Regions from separate parts of the Mus musculus genome. Here region 1 is linked to region 2. A link is a contact called in public HiChIP or PLAC-seq data. All regions are on one chromosome and are shown on one strand. Each heading gives the region's core, a stretch centred on a gene start, on an enhancer-like site or on the middle of the called end of the contact. The rest is flanking DNA. Distances are from core to core; before and after follow the strand shown.

What was found. HiChIP or PLAC-seq counts read pairs in DNA pulled down with a chosen protein or histone mark.
Region 1: an HNF4G HiChIP or PLAC-seq map of pancreatic cancer cells shows a contact between it and region 2. The contact joins two enhancer-like sites. A contact is called at or near these places in 3 of 484 Hi-C or Micro-C datasets (liver and nephron progenitors), 2 of 115 datasets of contacts at active chromatin or transcription factors (bone marrow-derived macrophages and pancreatic cancer cells) and 1 of 9 other capture datasets (embryonic stem cells).

The regions. Positions count from the first base shown.
Region 1 is chr16:24,196,692-24,201,584 of GRCm38.p6, forward strand. The region is part of intron 1 of Gm31814 (a long non-coding RNA gene); the gene reads right to left. Among named protein-coding and RNA genes, the nearest start is that of Gm32126, 40 kb to the left of the region's middle. Within about 2 kb of position 3,255, at least 76 of the 459 cell types and tissues checked have an H3K27ac peak or open chromatin away from gene starts, as enhancers often do. A contact at or near this core is called in pancreatic cancer cells, where this site is marked.
Region 2 is chr16:24,035,960-24,040,525 of GRCm38.p6, forward strand. No RefSeq gene overlaps it. Among named protein-coding and RNA genes, the nearest start is that of Gm46545, 44 kb to the right of the region's middle. Within about 2 kb of position 1,707, at least 12 of the 459 cell types and tissues checked have an H3K27ac peak or open chromatin away from gene starts, as enhancers often do. A contact at or near this core is called in pancreatic cancer cells, where this site is marked.

The DNA of each region.
Region 1 (4,893 bases), core at 2,005-4,504, 160 kb after region 2:
AAGTTCTAGCTGCAGTACACATAGACTCTCTCTTAGGGATGCAGATCTCCTTGGCAGACACTCCACAGTGCTGGCATCTCCAACATCTTGAGGTCTCTGGTGCAACTTGAACTTTGACTTAACTGATTTCTAAATTGTCCTTTCAGGGGCTCTTTCCAAGACATCGATCCATGCTCCACATTACCTGGCTGTATAGTCTTTTTCCCTGGACTCTTTATGCAAGTCACTATGAGCCCACAACCACAGAGTTAGGCTTAGCTACCATTACCACCTTCCTCCTTGGTATCAACTTCCTGCTTTTCTCATCAAGATCGAAATGCCAACAGAAACAAGTTAAGGTAGGAAGAAATTTTGGGTTCACAGTTTCAGGGGGCTCTAGGAGAAGTGACAGCAGAACTCACAGTGGTGGGAATATTGTAGCAGGGAACTTTGCTGTATGCCATCCTACAAGAAGCCTGAACCAAAGTCAGTTATAACTTGTAAAGGCCAACCCCTAGCGACCCACTTCCAATAGTCCGGCCTCACCTTCCATGACTCCACAAACTTTAAAATAGTAGCACAAGCTGGAACCAAGTATTCAAACTGTAAGCCTATGGGAGGGGGGGACCTCCACATTCAAGTCTTCATGCAAGCCAGATTCTTCATGGAAGTTTGGCAGGAGAATGTTCCATGTCTTTCTGACCTGCTTGTGTTGTACCAATGAAAACCAAAAGCACTTTGGGGTGTTTTTGTTTAGGAGATCAGCAACCTAGGATGTTGCTCTGGGCAACTTTTACACATGTCATTTCCAGGCTTCTGTTACCAAACGGACCAAAAGGACAGGAACCTGGTGATGCTGACTTTAGACATCAATTCATGTGTGTGTGTGTGTGTGTGTGTGTGTGTGTGTGTGTGTGTGTGTGTGTGTGTTTTAAATCTATGACTGCTAGAGTCACCCAATCACATTGAAATTGATTTTTAAGATGTTGCAGGTGTGCTTCTATTCCTTAAGAAAATACCTCTGGATTTTCTAGTAAAAATGTCTGCCGGCTTTATTTAGTCAAGTTTCTTTCTCCCTTCTTTTCTTTGACAATGAAAGCAGGTTTGGTGCCAACACTCAGATCTGGCAGATGTTTGATGACACATGTTCCTGATAAATGTTGATTACATAAGTTCATTCACGCTAGCTACCATAGCTTTTGAGGCCTCGCTGCTACTTAATATAAACTCTCCTTGGAAACCAGATGTCCGACACACGCCACAACAATCTATTTTATTCATCATTCCTCTGAGTCCTCTGAGTCCTCTGGGTCCCCTGGGTTCTCTGGGTTCTCTGGGTCCTCTGGGTGTCTGGTTCATTGAAGCAGGAAAAGATCCTGGTACCCAGATCCTGATTCTGCCATAAGTGAGCTGCGTGGACCTGGGAAGGCCACTTTATTACTCAGAACTTTAGGTTGTTCATTTCTAAAATCAAGGGGTGGGAGCTGTAATTGACAAGGTCTCAGATGAAGAGACAGACTGGGGGTGGCATGGGGAACAGTCACAGTGAGGCAGGAAGACTTTATGGCCATTCCTCACTGGGGATGTACTTGAACATGATGGCATTCACTGTTTTTATATTGGTTGTTCTCCAGTCCAGAAGGAGGGGGTTAGCAGCTTGGGGCTGGAAGGGATGCAGAGAGGAGTGACTGAGGAGAGCTAGGCTGGTGAGATAGACCTGCAGACAGCATTATTACTGCCCTAGCTTTGGGATACTATTTCTGTGACTGCTAAAGGGAAAGGGCCTTCACAATACTGAAAGAGTAAAATCCTGGAGTGTGGGGGAGGGTCACTAAGCACATTTTCAACCTCAAGGCTATTCTAGATGACTCACTTGGAAGCTTTAATTTTTATGACAGATTATTTTTTTAGAACAGTATTTTTTAGGGGTTCAAAAAGCTTGCATGTAAAGAATTCCAAAGCTGAATGACCATCCAGAGACTACCCCACCTGGGGTTCTATCCCATATACAATAACCAAACACAGAAACTATTGTGGATGCCAATAAGTACTTGCTGACACTCTGCCAATGCCTAACAAATACAGAAGTGGATGCTTATAACCATCCATTGGACTGAGCACAGGGTCCCCAATGAAGGAGCTAGAGAAAGGACCCAAGGAGCTGAAGGGGTTTGTAGCCCCATAGGAGGAACAACAATAGGAACCAACCAGTACTGCCATAGCTCCCAAGGACAAAACCAAAGAAAACACATGGTGGAACTCATAGCTCCAACTGCATATGTAGCAGAGAATGGCCTAGTCGGTCATCAAGGGGAGAAGAGGCCCTTGGTTCTGTGAAGGCTCTAAGTCCCTGTGTAGGGGAATGCTAGGGCCAGGAAGAGTGAGTGGGTAGGTTCATGAGCAGGGGAGGAGGGAAGGGGTAGTGGGTTTTCAGAGGGGAAACCAGGAAAGGGGATAACATTTGAAATGTAAATAAAGAAGATATCTAATTTAAAAAGTTAGGAAACTATGAAAAATAAAAATTAATTAATTAATTAATAATTCAAAGCCAAGTGTTCTAGTAGTCCATAAGGAGTCATGCTGCAGGCTCTTCCTGATGATACTCTGCATACATTCTATCATTTGCTCTTCAAAGCCAGCCTGGGAAATAAAGTGTCAGGAAGACCTTCCTTTACCAGGTGGTAGAAAATCAAGATGCTAACTGGCCGAGCCACTGGTCAAAAACCTCAGGTAGTGGAGATAAGGCTGTGTGTTAGCCCAGAACCCTCACTGCTACCCGGAACTATCCGTTACTACTATGCTCCCAGGCATTCTTCACTGCCCAGGACAACATCCTTTAGCCTCTGGCAGCCAGCTCTGAAGGCCTGGATCAGGGTCATGGCCCCAAGTTCCCCAGACGAATGGAGTGGCATAGATCACCCAGAGCAGCAGGAGAGCCTCGGGTATCAGCTGACTCGCTCACCTGACGTTGTCGGCTCTCTGATGCTCTGGGAGCCAGAGCTGGCAAAATGAGCTCGGGAACCCTCTCCTGACTTCTTATTCTTCTAGAGACTTGGCATTCAAAAACCAAAGAGATTTCCACAGGTCCATCGCCACAGACGTGATTAGGAATTATTTTGTGAAGCCACCTACTAATCCTGCATCCTACTGGCCAAGGTTGGGCAGTTAACAGTTTCTTTAGGGACTTCCATTAGCCAACCTAACCGATAAAGTCCAGAGGGACTAAAGCAGAAAGAAATGTGACGGCCTATGAGTCACTCAGTCTCGACCTTCAGCATGTTTTGAAAACGCATTGTGAAATGCTTTCCAATCAATACAGCGCTGGGCAGTAACAAGGCTGGGTGGGGGTTGTGCAAGAAGGGAAGCGGACCATTTATGCTGGGTCATTTGAGAGGCTCCAAGTTCTTACTGAGAGAAGGACCTAAAAACACAAGGTCCCCATAACAGCGTTTAAACGGAATCACAGAAAACCAAGCACCAACAGGGAACAAAAGTGGACACCTTTCTTCTCGGCAGAATAGCGAAATGGGTGGCTTATATTTACACCCCCAAGCTAGAGAGTCTATTCCTTCCTGTCAAAGTCCAAGACTGGTGTTAACCCCAAATGGCTGCTAGACGCTTCCATGCTGCCGACAGCAGCCTAACCTTCAGGCATTGCGAGCAAGTGAGTGATCTAGCAAGTGTCTGAGGTGAAGGAAGCAGCTGGTGAGAGGCAGGTGCACAGAACGCGGAAGCTGAAGATGGCTCAAGGTCCACCTGCCACTTGCAAGGCCTCTGACTGTGGGAGCAGTCACATTCCCTGTCAGACCCTTTTCTTTCTACCAAGGAGAGAAGGCATCTGCCCCATGGATCACATGAAACTTGAAAGTGATGAGGGCCATGCAGACTCTTTGCAAGCTCCACATGCACACAGAGGACTATTATTAGTGGAAACCCATCAGCATGATTTTGCAAAGGCAGATGGAAAGAATTTCCCACTTAAAGAATGGCACTCAGGTATGACTTTGTGGTTAGAGGCCAAAACCAATCCTGAAGATGAGCCTGTACACATGACAGAGAACATTTGGGTACCAGTTGGTGCCAGGCTCAATTAGTTGCTAGCTTGGGTGCCTGGGAAATGCTTAACAACTGTTTCTACAGTGGTTAAAAATAAATAAATAAATAAAAATATAAGATTGGCTGTAAGTATTTGCACCACAGCGCTATTGAGGCCACAATATCAGTAACACGGGGTAAGGAAAAAAGGCCCACAGCTGGCCCACACGTGTAAGTACAGCCAGATCAGGCTCTGCTCCCCACTAGAAACATCTGAAAGATTAGTTGGTACAAGTACTTTGAAAGCCCATTCGACTCATGCCACCTGAGTTTTAACAAACAAAGCCGCTCCATGTCTTCCTCTAAAGCTTCAAATGAGAATTCGTACTTTTATTTAAACTTGTCCTGGTCATTGTTGCAGAGAATCTTAACTGTGTCTTTGTCAAAATTGTTGGTTCCTAAACCACAAGCCTGACATTGTGCGTATGTGTGTGGAGGAGGGGGGAGGGTCAGGGGAACCCTTGGTTTTCAAATCTAAGGACTGAAGAGTTGATCAAACAGGATAGGATGGAACAGTACAGGGAAGAGGAGAAAAGTCTGGGACCGATTATTAGCAGTCTCAGCGGTGACACTTGTACGGGTGGCCTGTTTTCTGAGGCCCAGATTCTATCTGTAAAATGGGAAGTGCTCTCTGCCTTTGCCTCACTCCCAGCGCTACAACGGAGACTTAAGCGCTAGCGCAGGGGCAGGAGTTCTGAAACCAGCAACCTTGTGTTGGCTTTGAACTGTTGTATATTTACTTGGATATTATTACTCAAACATGGATTTGATTTCTCAGCTTCAGAACTGATGATAAGTAGGACTCGTGCTGGGGCAGAC
Region 2 (4,566 bases), core at 457-2,956:
TTGTTTTATGTTGTAGAGTGCTGGGTCTTGTGAGTGCCAGACAAGTACTTTCACACTCAGTGGCATTTCCTGCTCACTTAAAGACCTGTTTGGTTTGGGGCCATAGAAACATTTAAGCTGTAAAAGTGTATTATCTGCAAAACACAATAAAATGTGAATTAGGTATGAATTCCTTTCCTCCATAAAAATGTAAAATATGTTAAAATACACAAATGTAAAGCCATTCTTTGGTGCAGGTGGGATGTTAGGGGAAAACCTTAAGTCAATCACCATATAAATCATTTCCTATTCCCTGGGGAAACATTCAGTGTCATTGAGGCCAAGATAATCCAGATAAAGCAAAGAGATCAGAAGTCGGTATTTATTGACATTCTAACTACTTATTAGAATACAGTGTTCTAAGTCTTCCAGGGGGACATCAGCAAAGTGCTCACAGGACTTTCATAGGAAGTAAATTTTAGCCTTCATACAAAGTGATTAAAGAAGGCTCTAAGGGGAAAGAATTTGACCTGGAAGTTAGAAGGTAGGTTCCTGAAGCATAGCAATGACTCCTAAGGGCCCTGATACAGAGAACAGTACGGGCACACCCACAAGTTACTAGAAAGCAAGTTTTAAAGAGGCCGTGTCTAGGGAGTGGCTACCAAATGTGAAGGCAAATCCCTTCTAGAAGGTACTAAGTCCATTCTGGTGGGAAATGCATTGATAATTGGACATTATGCTCACTGCAAGTCGACATCTTGTACCTCTCTCTTAGAGTAGGAACCCTGACCCTTTGAAATAATTAGCATCATGTGTGTAAAGAATAAATTACCAGGGTTCAAAGACAGGTACACTAAATTCAGTGGTTAAAAGATATGTATCCTTCTTAGCTCTATCGACATAAATGGAACCGAGAGTAAAGAGCACTTAAAATAGGAAGAGACTAGGAGAGGTTGCAGTTCTCTCGGGAAAACTCTGTCTTATGTATAGATTTGCAATGATGATCATGGTCCATTTGCCCTTCCTGGCCTTGGTCATGTTACTTTATTGCTAAAGGTTCATCTTTCTTTCCTGAGAGTTAGGGGAAAGAAATTCTGCACACATTGAATGTTTGTGTTGAAACGGGAAGGTGTCTTCTGCCAAAAAATTAAGAATCTTTGCTCCATTCCCTTCTGTGTTTTTATCATGCCCCATCACTTCTTCTTAACAGAGGCCAAGACACATTAGTTGCTATTCAATTGCTGTGATAAAACACCATGACCAAGGCAACTTATTTTTTAAGAAAGTATTTAATTGGGCTCATAGTTTCAGAGGTTTGGAGTCCATGATGGTTGAGCAAAAGTGTGGAGGCGGGAAAACCTGGAGCAGCAGCTGAGAGTGAATAACTTAGTCTAGAAGCAAGAGGCAGAGTGAGAGAGACCACACTGGGAATTGTGTGACTCCAGGAGCCACACCTTCTTCAAAAAGGATAAGTCCCTCTCCCATCCTTCCCAAATACTTCCACTAATTGGACATCAAGTATTTAAACATATTAGCCTATTTGATGCCATTTTCACTCAAACCATCACACAAGACAATTTGCTGTATCACAAGATTGATACCAGACTCCACCCCCAAGTGCCCCCACTATTGTAAATAGTATTGATTTGGACTAGTGAGACACCCACCTGGATGAAGGCTCAGCCACCCATCCTAAAGAATGTTGATAGTTACTATGATTCAGATATGATTCACCACCCAAGAGTTCAAAGGTTTTGGGTTTGGCCCTCGGTGACTCAAGGTGGAGGTTGGACCTCTGTCTAGGGATTTTGAGGTGCTGCTTTTGGAAAGAATTAAGGCCATTTGTCTTAGTCAAGGTTTCTATTCCTACACAAAACATCATGACCAAGAAGCAAGTTGGGGAAAAAAGAATTTATTCAGCTTACAATTCCACATTACTGTTCATCACCAAAGGAAGTCAGAACAGGAACTCACACAGGGTAAGAGCTTGGAGGCAGGAGTGGATGCAGTAGCTATGAAGGAATGCTGCTCACTGGCTTGCTTCCCCTGGCTTGCTCAGCTTGCTTTCTTATAGAACCCCAAACTATCAGCCCAGGGATGGCACCACTCAAAATGAGCCCTTCCACCTTGATCACTAATTGAGGAAATGTCTTACAGCTGGATTTCATAGAGGCACTTTCTCGAGAGAGGCTCATTTCTCTGTGATAACTCCAATTTGTGTCAAGTTGACACACAAACCAATCAGTACCCCATTCATACAGGATCCTGAGTTAGTTCTCATGAAAACGAGTTAGTATAAAATCTTGATCCTAAGGGCTGCCAAGATCACTGAGTGTTTCAGAGTACTTGCTGCTCTTTCTGATGGTCCAAATTTAAGTTGACAGCATCCACATCAGGCAGCTCACAACCCTATGGATTTCCAGTTCTTAGGAAATTCCTTCTTCTGGCCCTTACAGGAACCCATATTCACAAGCACATACATGCGCACACACATATGCACACATATATGCACATAAATAAAAATAAAATAAATCCTAAAAAAATAAAAGTCTTGATCCTGTTCTCTAAGTCACTGAGTTTCTCTCTAACCAAACTATCTCTCCCTTTCACATGAACTCCTGCCATTCTGCTGCCATCTGTGGTAAGGCATTGGCCAAAGCAACTGAACACCAATGCTGTGCCATCGAACTACTAGAACGATACGTTAAATAAACACACTTATTGTATAATTTCTCCAGGCTTGGGCATTTCATTACAGTAACAGAATCATATTAATGCAGCAGATCTCAGGAGACACACCAGTGTATACTTTGAAGTGACACTGGATATATTCTCAAGATGTTATATGTCCATCAAGGGTTGAGCTTCCCCATTGAACTTAGGTTTCAGAATGCCAGGGGGTACCCCTGTTATGGAGTTACTGATGAACTGAGGGGAAACACTGTTTTGGTATCAATAAAGAGGACACAGACCAGTGGTTCAAGAAGATGCTGAGTCACATCGGCTGTGTTACTCATTGTTATGTAGACCTGGCCAAGCCACTTGTTCTCTAGGTTTCAGTCTCCCTGTTCATAAAACTAAGGACTTAATTGGACCACTTTACTCTTTTAGGATCAATATTGATTCTTATTTGTTGCTGTTTGGGTTTTTATCATTGTAACCTTATAAATCTTTTACTTGATCTTTTCTATCCAGTGGCTTGGGAAGATATGGTTATTAAAAGATACAGTACTTAAACATTTTCTTATTCCTCATTTAAAATGTGTGAAAATATTTCCCATATTAGCCTTCCCTAAAGATCATGACTTTAAGCAGTGGGTGGTGCATGTGTTTAATCCCAGTATGTGAGAAGCAGAGGCAGGTGGGTCTCTGTAAATTCAAGGACAGCCTGGTCTACAGAGTGAGTTCCAGGGTAACCAAGACATAGAGAAACTCTTGTCTTCAGAAAATGAATAAAATAGATTGTGACTTTAAAAACATATAATTGAACTTCAATACACAGAAGGCCTCATGCAAAGCATGGCATAACACATAATAAACAGGTCATTGTCCAGAATGACCAAGAGTCAAACATAATTAAAGTGATGTGATGCTGGAATATTGCTAAGAGCTGACAGAGGACTTTACTTAAATCAACTCATTATAAGCAGAACAATTCAGTCTTCTGCTTCTAAATCCACATGCCTTTCTCCCTTTGTCCTTAAAATGCTTAACCTTGAATTAGGGCTTACAGATAGACTAATGCATGTCTATGTTCATCTAAAGATTCAGAGCTGGGATCCACAATAAAAGCAGACGTGTAGCATTAGTCTTTCTGGGTCTGTGTGAGCTCATTCACTACATTTTCTAGTCTGATCCATTTACCTGAAAGTTTTATGGCTTCGTTTTTATTTATAGCTGAATAGAATTCCACTGTGTGTGTGTGTTCCACATTTTCATTATGCGCTCATTGGTTAATAAATATCTAGGCTGCTTCTGTTTCCTCACTACTGTGAAGCCAGCTGCAATGAACATGGGTAAGCAGGATTTCCTCCATTGGATAGAGTCTTATGGGAAGACGCCAAGGGGTTTGTCTAGCTGGGTCAGTTGGCAGCCCTCTATCTTCTTGAACATTCTCCCCACTGATTTTGACTGTGGCTTCAAGAGTTTGCAGTGCAAGAGTTTGCAGTCCCCACCGGTAGTGGATGAGAGTTCACAAGCATTTGTTGCCAGTTCTTTTCTTGATCTTTGCCATTCTGGCTGGCATACAATAAAATCTCAAAGCAGTTTTCATTTACATTTCCTTGATTGCTAAAGACAGAAACCACTTAAAGATATTTCTTAGTTATAGTTATTTTTCTGTTGGGAACCATAAAACTTTTAAAAAGTGGGTTATTTGTCTTCCTGATTTGTGTGTGTGTGTGTGTGTGTGTGTGTGTGTGTGTGTGTGTGCCTGTGTGTATGTGTGTGTGTTTCCAATTCTTTCTATAGTCTGGCTATTAGTCCCCTCTTAGATGAAGAGCTAGCAAAGACTAATCACCCACACTCAGGCTTACTCTACACCCAATTGATATTTACTTTCTAATTTTTGCCAGTTTTTGGGCTTAA